Regions from separate parts of the Sus scrofa genome. Here region 1 is linked to region 2. A link is a contact called in public Hi-C data. All regions are on one chromosome and are shown on one strand. Each heading gives the region's core, a stretch centred on a gene start, on an enhancer-like site or on the middle of the called end of the contact. The rest is flanking DNA. Distances are from core to core; before and after follow the strand shown.

Region 1 (6,142 bases), core at 184-2,683, 160 kb after region 2:
CAACCCCCATCACGCTTCTTTTTGTTTTTCAGCTTAAGTTGGTTCCTTTCTCCAAACACTCCCCCTATGTGAGCAGAGGCTAGACAGTTTCCTCACCCCTTTGAGCAGAGGCATAACAGCCAGTCCCTTCCTTTAAGGAAAGTACTACAGAATGGAATTGCACATTGACATGCTTAAGAACTGTTGAGGAGAACTCTCTTTCCTTGTGTGGCCAAGAAGGCCAAAATCAGAGATCCTGTCCCAGAGATCTTGGGCAGCTTCAGCTCAGGTATCTTGGAGGCCCTAGAAGCAGCCTCAATACTGGAGATGCAGGACTTCTGTAAACTCTTTTGTGCCCAAGATGGCTGTGAGAATGGAGGTGGGAGGTAATGTTGAATGCTCTGGTTTTCAGTCCTGCTGTCATCAGAATAAGAATGACCTAACGAAATTTTGGGCCCCCAGGCAGCACCGAAATGACATGCCACCTGCTGACCTAATCCATTTCATTTCTGGTACTAGGATAGTCAAAGCAGTTTGTTCAATTTGCAGTTGACTGTTTACTCTTTAAAGCAGCAATGATTAGATCTAGTGTAAGAAATCATACACTCTATCAAGAATTATTTTAAGGTGGAAAGTTACCCTTTTCAGAAGTCATTTAAATGTGGTGTATTTTACCTCAGAGACGATGCTTTTTGAAAGCTACTTTTTGCTGCTGTTCCCCAGGAAGGAGTACAATCTGCTGATGAAATTTGAGATAACAGAAGTGTTTGTCAGCAGCAGCTGAATGGAGCAAAGGACTAAGAGACTGCTATATTTATCTTTAGGTAAATTTTGCAGTTTACTAGGGGGAAAAATGTGCATAGCATGCAAGCAGATTAACTCATGTTAATCCAGCAGCCTCTTCTCTGGCAAGTAGAAGAGAGGGTGTGTAGCTGTGGGCCTGCACACACACGCAGGTGCTGGGTGGACTTCCTTCGTCTCCACAGCTCGGCCAAGAGCCACAGATGCCGATGAATTCTTGCTTTTTTAATTTTAATTTTTTATAAAAAACCTTAATTCCTGTTTTTTCCTCTCACCCATCAAAATGACGTAATTAAAACTTTTCTATTAAATGATAGTTTCAGGAGCTTGGACTCTGGTCTTGAACACGGCGTTTAATAGTTATGTGTAGTACTGCAATTGATGAATTAGACGTATAGAAGCACCTACTTCATTCCTCTCCCAGAGATCCTTATATCAGTAAGTAACATGCTGGCAGAATTAAGGTGTCTGCTTCCAGTTCAGCCCTCTTTTATTTCTTGCTGCTTTCTGTGATTCGGCAGCTCTGGAATTTGCTTCCCTGCATGGGCCTCTCAGAAGCCAGCTCTCCCGCTCTCCCCAACACGCTCACAGTCAGCAGAACAGGGAAATCACACTGATCAGCACACCACTCAGTGGATCAAAGGAAGCCAGCCACTTTCCTTCAACAAGACCCAGCGGTATTAGTCACTATGCCTTCTCCTGCCGTGAGCAAGGCCACTGGAACGCTGCTGGCAACATTAGTCTCTGTGTAAAAAGCTGCTTATGTTCCCTTTGCCTTGGCTTTGGCTTTGGCTTAGGCCTCGGCAAGGGGGAGAAAAAGGAGAATTCCTGGACAGCTAGTATCTCTCCTCTGTAAAACTTGGTGTGAAGCATTTCCCCCTATTGGCAGTCCCTAGTGGCAATCCCTAACTCTGCTGGGGAAAGACTTGGTAATTTTCTTTTAATTGTGAAAGAGCAGAGCCCCACAGCAAATTGAACATGTGGTGACTACAGGAGTTATATGACGATACAGTTTTATTTTGATTGAATTAATCACAGGTCTGACAAATCTACAAAATTTTTTAAAAAGCCACAGTTTTTGGTACTTAATCTCTTGATTCTGTTTGTTTTTACTATTTTCTGAGGAGTCTTGTTATTTTGTAGGAAACCTATGAGCCTTCATACTAATTAGTTGGATATAGTTGGCACTTTGCTCCTCAAGCTCTAATGGGGGTATAATTCCCTCTCTTGTAAGCAGTTGGCATTTCAGTACAGTTTACAATATGGAACATAGAAGGGACCCCCTGAGTAGGACAGTGGCTGCTCTTTGTCACTTGCAGCTGTGTTTGCAAGGGAGCCTGCTGGCAACCAGCAAGGAGAGTGCCGTGACAGGTGGGAAGAGCAAAACCAGAAAATATGCTTCTCCTTTCTCTTAGCCTCTTTCTGTTCCCTTCCTTCCCTCCACCCCTTTCTACCTGACCTTCTGTTTTTCTTCTCTTCCCCTTTTAGAAGCCATCTGTTTTCCTCTACCAGTTCTGTTTGGCTTGCAGATGCCACTATGCAGGAATACACTGTGTTGGAGCTAGCGTATGCTTGACCTGTACTAAACGTATGTATTTGGGCTGGGCTCAGCCTGATGCATTGAAGGGAATGGTGAGGGCCTGGCTTATAAAATTTCATAAATTTTACACACCAATTCTAGTAAGCAGAAAAGGACAATGTATATTACCACCTGAATCTGAAAAATAATATAAGACTTTTCAATGGCTGGCTCTGCAAGTTATGCATTATTTTCTGTTAGAGATGGGGGAACATTGGTCTGGGTGTAAAAAAGCTGTTAGGTTCACTTGCCTTAACCTGGGCCTAAGCAGAGGGGGAGGAAAGGAGGAAGATACACTAACAGCCAGTATCTCTTCTTTCTAAAACTTGGAGGAGTTCCCCTCGTGGCTTGGCGGAAACGAATCTGACTAGAATCCATGAGGATGCAGATTCCATCCCTGGCCTCGCTCAGTGGGTTAAGGATCTGGCATTGCTGTGAGCTGTGGTGTAGGTCACAGACGCATTTCGGATCTGGCGTTGCCGTGGCTGTGGCATAGGCCAACAGTTATAGCTCCAATTTGACCCCTAGCCTGGGAACTTCCATATGCGGCGGGTGCAGCCCTCCACCCACCCCACCCCCCAAAAAAAGAAAGAAAAAGAAAAAAGAAAAACTTGGTATGTGAAGCCTTTTCATCCCTGTTGTCAGTAACACAAGTTCTCATCCTGCAGCGCTAGTTTAGCTGTTCTGCACAGGCACCAGTCAATGTCTCCCTTCTGTGTTCTCCCGTCAGTTGCCTTCTCCTCAGGCATTGCTGATGGGAATGTAAAATGTTGCAGCCACTTTAGAAAACAGCCTGGCAGTTCCTCAAAGTTTTAAGCATAGAGTTATCATGTGACTCAGTATTTTTACTCCTAGGTATATGCCCAAGAGAAATGAAAACATATGTCTAACAAAACTTGTACACAAAATGTTCATGGCAGCATTATTCATGATAACCAAAAAATGGAAACAGCTCATCAACTGACAGATGGTTAAATAAAATGTGGTATACCCATACAATGGAATATTATTTGGCAATAAAAGGAATGAAGTACTGATGCATGCTACCATTGAATTAATCTTGAAAACATGCTAAGTGAAAGAATCAAATCACAGAGTTCCTGTCATGGCTCAGCGGTAATGAACCCGACCAGTATCCATGAGGACGCAGGTTCAACCCCTGGGTTAAGGATCCAGCATTGCCCTGAACTGTGGTGTGGGTCCCAAACATGGCTCAGATCCCACATTGCTGTGGCCTTTGTATAGGCTGGCAGCTGCAGCTCTGATTTAACCCCTAGCCTGGGAACTTCCATATGCCACAGGTGCGGCCCTAAAAAGACAAAAAACAAAAAAGAAAGAGTCGAATCACAAAAGGCCACAAATTATATGATTCCATTCGTTTAATGAATATGCAAGTTTATAGGGACAGACAGTAGATTAATGGCTGCCCAAAGCAGCAGGGGTGTGTGTGTGTGTGTGTGTGTGTGTGTGTGTGTGTGTGTGTGGTGAGGGAATGGGGAGTGACTGCTCATGTGTTTGGATTTCTTTTTTTGGGGTGATGAAATGTTCTAAAATTGATTTCGTGTTGGTTGTATAACTCTGTGAATATGCTAAAAGCCACTGAATTTGTACACTTTAAATGAGTGAATTGTATAGTATGTGAATTATACCTCAATAAAGCTATTTTTAAAATTATTACTATATATTTCATTTGGTCTGAGGGCACTGAATTGTCTTTCCTAAGGTAGGGACTGGGAGAACCCATGTTCCTAATAAGAATACCAGTCTAACAAAGGTAATCACTTATTTGCACAGTGTGTCCTTGTTTGCCCATAGATGAAAGTGGCACACATAAAGACACAGTGACTTCTCTAAGATTTTACAACCAATAAATGATAGAGCGAGTATTTAATCTCAGGCTTTCTGATTCCCAGTCACTGCACCCTGGTCAGAAGTGTCAGAGCACTGCAAAAAAAGTAATGGTGACCCTTGATGTTTTCCAGGTTCTTAATTATGCTTATCCCTTTCACCTCTTGAATATGACTAGAAAAGTCGCTGACTTTCTCCGTCTTGCTTTTCTTATCTGGGAAATAGAGATAAGAATGCCTCGCATTCCAAAAGTCACTTAACTTCCTGTCTTGGTTTCTTTATCTAGAAGAGGGAGCTAGGAATGTTTCCTGTCTCATGGGCATATAATAAAGACCAATGAATAAAAAACAATTATGAAACATCTTACCAGGCTATAAAAATTCTTATATAATAAACTATCAAAGAGTCTTGTTTCTTCTCCTTTCCTTTATGTTGTGCAACTTCACATTAGTGGGATGTAGTAATAACCACTTATATCACTTTTCTCTAAGGAACTCAAAGCACTTTATAGACATTATCAAATTAATCCTGCCTACCTCCTTGTGAATTACACAGGAGCTGTCATTAGAGGAGCCTAGAGTGCAGAGAGGCGAGGTGACTTGCCTGAAGCCTTTCTTTCAGTCTGGGTCTATACTATACCAATTGCTCATTTATTTGCCCCTAGTGATGTTTATTTGGTCAATTACATTCTCTCTGGAATTTGTCACTTGTTAAACATGAAAACAGTGCCTGAATAGCTCTCCTGAATCATTTTAGGTTAGCTTAAACTTTATCGAGGGTAAAGCTGTTTATTTTGACCTGACCTAGACTAGAAAACAGTGTAAAACTCCTGAATATACACTTTGACTGGAGCATTCCCTATGGGGGTGCAGTGCCAACTGTGTGTCCTGCAGTGTAGACAGGAGGAATCCTGGAAGAATCTTTGGAAAGTACTCTCATTTGTCCAGACACTCTTAACAGAGTGAAGATAGACTTCCTTCCAAGTCCTTGAGTTTTACAGTGTGTTTACATGTAGCAGGCTCCTTTACCATCTGGATTCCAACCAAGATCTTCCCCACCACCATCATCATTTAATATTATTTTGATCTTATGGCTTAATCCCATTACCAGCCCTTCTGACAGAGAAATATGTATGTGAGGAATGTGTGAGATGATTAGAAAAGCCTGTATGAGATAGCCTTTGGGTAGCTTCTAATAACCCCCCAGATAGAGTGGAGCCTGACCCATCTACTGGAAAATACTGCATTCTGGCTTTTCTCTTTCCTGATGTTAAGGGAAGCTCTTGTGTCTTGCTGAGACTGTCCTGGCACATTTTTTGCTTGTTTGGGTTTTTTTTTGGGTGCAGGTTCTCTTTTGTCGTGTAGATCTCTCATCTTACTTGATGGGGGCACACTTTCCCCCCACTAGAAGCAGATTTTCCCTCATATTAGCCCTGGTGGTGTACTGCCCCAGGGGAGGCGGCCCAGTGCTGTTGGCACTGTCCTGTGTACAGTTAATTAAACCTCCTGCTGTGGACTGGGTTTCTGCCGCCGCTGTCCACTGATGTGTGTGAATTGAGTGAAGCACATGTACACGAGCTCAGGCGCACTCGTGGAAACAAACCCTGAAAATAGCAAAATATGAAGTTGGGGCAAAGCCTTCAGTTTTTAAATAAGCTTGGTAATCTGGCTAGCTGAATGCCAGAGCTCACAAAGCTGAGAATTGCATTTCTGAAGATAAGACGGGCCCTTTTTGTGTTTTTATCTTTTCTTCCCCAAATGTATTGAGTTTTAATATGGTGCTTTATCTCTGTGAGCAAGAAAACAGAACCCAGTGGTGCACTCATAGGCCCCTGGGTCTCCTCACTTCTCTGATGACCACATCCCAAGAAGGTAAACCTTATCCTGAGTCATCTTCCTAAGACATGTGTCTGCCATAGCCCCATTGCAATGTAAA
Region 2 (5,895 bases), core at 996-3,495:
GAAGATGGGGAGGAGTGGTCAGGAAAATCAAGCCCAGGGCAGAGGTGAAGTTGCCAGCTACCAGGAAAGAAAGGTTCCAGCTTCGGGGTTTTGAGGTTACTGCGCCTGCATGCTGAGGCCCGCCCGCCCCGCAGTCTGGTGACCGTAGGACCCGAGGCGCGTGCGGCAGCGCCCTCTGCCGGCCACGCCAGGGCAAACCATCAGCTCTGCTGCTCTGCAGGTGGGACCCGGGATCCCTCCCGCTGCCTCCGCCCCCGCTCCATCCCTTCCCAGGACTGCACAGCCCGGTCCCAGATCAGATTTCGGGAGACGCGTCTCTATCTGATGCCTTCGGGCTGAGCAGGATGATGCTCGGAAACATCCAATTCACCCGGGGATCGGAGGCCGCGGGAAACCACCCAAACCCAGGAGAGGCTGCGCCTCTTGGGACCCGGGGCCAAAGCCTGCTGGGCTGTCGGAGGTGGTTTGGAAGTGGCATCGCCTTTGGCCAAGACCGCGGGTTCTGCGGACAGAGAGGAGCCCTGGGTTCGCTTTCTGCCTCATCTATTTTCAAGCTAGGTGACCTTGGGCAAGGTACTTAAATTTCCCTGTGCCTTAGTTTCCTCATCTTTAAGATGGAGAAAATGATCCCGACCTTAGTGGGTTGACATGACGATTACATGGGATCAGACTGCCTGGGTTGGAATTCTGGCACTGACATCAGCTAGCTGTGTGCCTGGGGCGAGTTACTTAACCTCTCTGTGCCCCTGTTTCCTGCAAAATAGGGATAATAACGGTACTTACCTCCGAGGGTTGTTGCCTGCAAAGCGCTTAACACAGTGCCTGGCACAGAGTAAGCGCTCAATAAATGGTGGCTATTGTGGTTGTTGTCGTTATTATTGTTCTTAAGACCGCTGAGCACAGGAGCAGAACTCTAGCTGGCGGCTATTATTAGTCTCTTTCTTGGGTCCGACTATTTCTTTCCGGGCATTGTTAAAATCTTTTACCCGGCGCTTGCGTCCTTATCAGTAGCCGAAGGACAGCCGGCCTTCCCGAGTTTGGAAAATCGAGGTTCCCCTGGAGTAGGGCCAAGAACGCGGCCGCGGGCTGCAAGGACCGGGACCTCCCGGGAGGATGCCCGCGCCACGCCGCCTCCACCCGTGCCTCCATTAGCGCGCGTCAGAGCCGCAGTGACGTCGCCAGGTCCGCGGGCGGTGGGGAGGCGCGGCCTGGACACGCGGGAAGCCTGGGGTGGCCGGGATGGCCGGGGTGGCCCAGCCGCGCGGATGCCCTGCTGTTCCCGGCGGCTGCAGCCGAGGCAGCCCAAGGAGCTGCGGGAAGGCCCTGGCCGGGGTTGGCTCTGCAGCGCCTGCCGACGCCTCGCGCACCCAGGCTCCGCCTGCAGCCCGGCGGGGAGGCAGGAGATGCCGACACCCGCCCGCGCCCCCAAGTCCGCCCAGCCCCGCGCGGAGCTGACCTCCCGGGGCGCTGCTCAGCGTCGGCGTGGTCCTTCCCTTCCTGTCCTCTCTGGCCTGCACCCGCCCCAATCTCATTCCTTCTGGTCCCCACCGACCCACTCAGTTTCTTCTTCCTCTGCCCTCCTCCGGACCAACTCATTTGCCGCGAGTGGTTAATAACCACCCACAGGAGGCGCCTCCCACTCTCAGCTCCATCCGCAGTGCTCGGCGCGCCCATCTCTTCGCTGGCGGGACAGTTCCATTTGGCTTGCCCTGCACGCACCTCCAACTCGCAGCGTCTGGCTCCTGTAATTGTCCATCTCAGTGATGGCACTCCCAATCACCCCATCATCGCAGCTGCCTCGCATCCCCCCCACCCCCAGCACCTCTCCAGGCACTCTCCATTTCTCCATCCTAATTCCAGCCAGCTTGGCTTAGGTGTCCCTCTCTCATTGGCTATTAACAAATTCTCCTCAAAGAGCTCCCTGCTACACTCCCGCCTCCTTCAAATCCATCCTTCACACACCGCCAGAATCTACAATCGTGTCTGGCCATGCCTTTCTCTGCTTAAGGCTGCCCAGCCTGGGACCCCCCCAAGCCCACTCTCCTCTGCCATTTTCTATCGGACACCTTTCGGAGCTTGTCTTGGGTGTTGGACCCTGCTTGAGACCACCTGACCCAAGGTCTTGGGTATCTTTACTGCTGTTGAACCCCTTCAAAGGAATTTACACCTTTCTCCCCCTCCTCCTCCAGTTGGCTTCCTCTTACTCATTCTCCAAAGCTTAAGATGTGAGTCACCTCTGCAAGACCGCCCTCCCTGTTCTGCTGTCCAGCAGAGTGACATGTCTCTGGGTCTCCAAAGCTTTCTATCTCGGCACTATAGTGGTATTCGGCATAAAGGCCTGACCTTTCCAGAAGGCCTATGAGGCCTGTATGGTTGGTGCACCATCCCCCACCCCACCCCCAACTCAGCTGCGGCCACACTGGGGGTCTCCCTTCCTGGTCAGTGTTCACCCTCCCACCTCCCACCCTTTGTGCAGCCTCTCCTTCCTGCCTGGTGTGCTTTTCTGCCCTTCCTCACCGCCTAAATTTTTGGCTCTCATCCTAAGTAAGCATCGTTTCCTCAGAGACCCCATCCTTGACCCCTCCCCACCTCACCCCCAATTCAATCAAATTCTCCTTTGATTGATCAAAGCATATAAAAAACACACAGAGGAGTTCCCGTCGTGGCGCAGTGGTTAACGAATCCGACTAGGAACCATGAGGTTGCGGGTTCAGTCCCTGCCCTTGCTCAGTGGGTTAACGATCCGGCGTTGTCGTGAGCTGTGGTGTAGGTTGCAGACGCGGCTCGGATCCTGCGTTGCTGTGGCTCTGGCGTAGGCCGGTGGCTACAGCTCCGATTCAACCCCTAGCCTGGGAACCTCCATATGCCGAGGGAGCGGCCCAAGAAATAGCAACAACAACAACAAAAGACAAAAAAAAAAAAAAAAAAAAAAAAAAAAAAAAACACACAGAGAATAATACCCTTAACACGTGTTAATTCTTTACCCTTCCCCTGCTTACCCCCCACCTGCCAAGGCTTAACATTTGCCGTATTTTCCTCAAATCTTGTTTAAGGACATAAAACGTTACAGATCTAGGTTGAGCCTTCTGCACCCATTTCTGCCCCCTGCCTAAGGTACTCGCTCTCCTGCATTTGGTGTTCATCAGTCCCATACATGCTTTTGTATTTTTTTTCCTGCATATGTTTGTGCCTGTAAACACTTCATAGGCTTGTTTGGCATGTTTGTAAACTTTGAAGAAATGGCATTTACTGGATGTATCATTGTGTAACTCACTTTTTTCACTCAGCATGATTTTGAAAGGTAACCACACTGATACATGTAATTCTGGATCATACATTTTCACTTCTGATCAGGGTCCCTTTGGATGAGTTCGCCACACTTTACCCATCTCCTTCGGGAGGACATTCAGCTTTGTTTTCACATCATTTTCTGTTGTTAGAAGCAATGCTACAATTAATATTTTTAAAGACCTATCCCCTTCTGTGAAAGTGAACCCCCCAGGGTAGATGCTTGGACGTGGAATTGCTGGGCTCTGGGTGTGTGAATTGGCAGCTTTGCTGGGCATGGCTGAACAGTTTTTCAAAGTGATTGTACCAATTTACACTTCGATAGCTGTCTAAGAGTTCCTGTGCTTGGCTTCCTCAACAACACTTGGTAATGTCAGACTTTAAAATTTTTGCCAAGCTGGTGGGTGTGAAATGGTATTCCAGTGTTTTAATTTGCAATTCCCTGTTTACAAGAGAGACTGAACATACTTTCATTTGTTTATTGGCTATTTGCCTTTCGTCTTTTAAAATTGCCCCTTGGTTTATTTGCCAGTGCTTCTATTGGATTCTCTCTTACTATGTGTAGGAGTTCTTTATATATTCTGGATACTAATTCTTTGTCAGGCTGAAGCCCATCTGGTGTCTTCTACCCCACCTAAGTGCAGTTTCAAATCTGCGTGATTATTTGATTAATGGCTGACTTTCCCACTAAACTGTAAGCTCCATGAGAGGAGGGACGGTGCCCTGCAACGCATGCAGTGTCTAACATACCAGGAACTTAATAGTAAATACTTCCGTACGGAGTTGTATTGACATTGTCTTTTTATATGCTCGTCACTTCAGCCCTCACCTTCCATGACCCGTAAGGTGGCAGGCTCCTTGAGAGCAGGAATCTGGTGCTATGTTATTCATTTTTCCTGTCTCCATCTTTGTACCTCTCTCAATACGATGCCTCTGGCACAGAATCTATAGCCAATCATTTTTGCTTAATTTCCTTTGAGCTGTCTCTTTCTTTTCTTTCCTTTCTCTTCAACCCATCTTTTACCCCTAAGTCCAGTTATATTATCTATAAAATGAACAAATAATAAAAACCTTCTCAGCTGTTTGTAAGAATCAGGCAATATAAACACATTTGAGTATGTGGAGCCATGCTTAGCACACACTTAGCGCTCAATAACTGGTGCCTTTCCCGATTCCCAGAACAATCATTTTGGTGACTGAAGATACACTCTGGTTAATTGTAACAGACAGCGTTCTTTCAGAGAGAGAATAAAGGTGAACTTCCTGAAGATCTGGCGAGCAGTTTTTTTTCCCTCCCTTTACTGGCATTTGACCCACCATATAAGGCTCAGTCCCAACACGATCTCTGAAAAGCATCAAATATCATTCTTCTCCCTTTCTTTTATAAATTCCAGACATATCAAAGGCGTATGAACCATATATAGATTTCAAACCTTTAAGTGGAAACATATAAAGGCCAATTCCATGTCTTTGGCCAGAAGTCAGAGAGCAGAAAAAAACTCTGTCAGTGATACCAGGAGTGGGATTTAGTGGCTGCAGCCAGGGACAAAAGCAGAATTCTTACATCTGTTTCCTACATCTGCCATTGATTGTGTGACCTTTGATCTATTTATAAAATGAAGATCATAATTCTTGCTTTTTCTGGGGGTTGAACTTCATTAATTACTCATTTTAAAATGCTTTGAGATCCTCAACTTGAAAGACACTTTGGTTATATTTAAACCATGCTCCAAATAGGTAAATGGCCCGGCCACATCTGTCCATGCAGTGCGGGAACCTGATATCCATCGCACTAGAAAGAGAGGCCCAGAAAGGTAGGTTGTCGGTCCAGAGTTGTAAGTTGCTGACAGACAGAGGGCAACCCCCTTGTCTCTGGCCCCAAGCTCGCAGGAGTGAGAAATCTCAGGGCAGCCTTATTTGATCAAGATGTAATACTACCAGGAGGCTCATCATCTCTAGGGTTTCATCTCGCATGAGGAGAGCAGGTGGCTGCACTGGGCCCACTGCAACGTGAGCCCACCGACGAGAACAATTAGAGCCTCAGCGAGTGGGTGGCGAGTAGCGGCCTCTCCCCAGAAGGCGCAGAAGGAACTTTGCTGAGAGATGTAACAGGAGAAGGTGGGCTGAAACCCAGAAAGCAGCGGAGACAGGGCCCCTCCTGAGGCCGACCTTCTCCTCAACTCAGAGATCGGAAAAGGACCCGAAAGAAGGCAAAGGAGAGGGCTGAGATCCTTGTCTGACAGCTCTGCGTGGTAGCCCCCGAGGGTTAGGCTGGCCCGGATTGGCCACTGAAACCAGCAACAGCTGTGCGGTAGTTTAGGCAAGAACCCTGGAGCTGGAAGACCAGGTTTTCCAATCCAGCTGCAAACTCACCAGCTGTGCGATCTGGTCTCGGAGCCTCAGCGTCTCAAGGAGGGCTGGGGATAACAAGGACACCAACTCGGCAGGGTTGTTGGGAAGATTCGACAAGAAAAGGCATGTGGCAGTGAGCCGCTTGTGGAAGGGAGTCAGTTGAGACTCATGAAAAAGATGGAAACACTACAAACTCATTTAAGACTGGGCAGGGCTCTCTTCCTTTACTTAGGAAAAATTTTCCCTCTTTATTTT

Evidence for each region. Hi-C and Micro-C count contacts between places; a contact is called where the count stands out from the background.
Region 1: a contact with region 2 is called in a Hi-C map of embryonic fibroblasts, with 1.8 times the contacts expected there. The contact joins two enhancer-like sites. A contact is called at or near these places in 2 of 47 Hi-C or Micro-C datasets (embryonic fibroblasts and fibroblasts).

The regions. Positions count from the first base shown.
Region 1 is chr2:16,418,073-16,424,214 of Sscrofa11.1, forward strand. All of the region lies in intron 5 of PHF21A (PHD finger protein 21A), which reads left to right. Among named protein-coding and RNA genes, the nearest start is that of PHF21A, 79 kb to the left of the region's middle. Within about 2 kb of position 1,434, at least 33 of the 83 cell types and tissues checked have an H3K27ac peak or open chromatin away from gene starts, as enhancers often do. A contact at or near this core is called in embryonic fibroblasts, where this site is marked.
Region 2 is chr2:16,253,141-16,259,035 of Sscrofa11.1, forward strand. No RefSeq gene overlaps it. Among named protein-coding and RNA genes, the nearest start is that of CREB3L1, 35 kb to the left of the region's middle. Within about 2 kb of position 2,246, at least 32 of the 83 cell types and tissues checked have an H3K27ac peak or open chromatin away from gene starts, as enhancers often do. A contact at or near this core is called in embryonic fibroblasts, where this site is marked.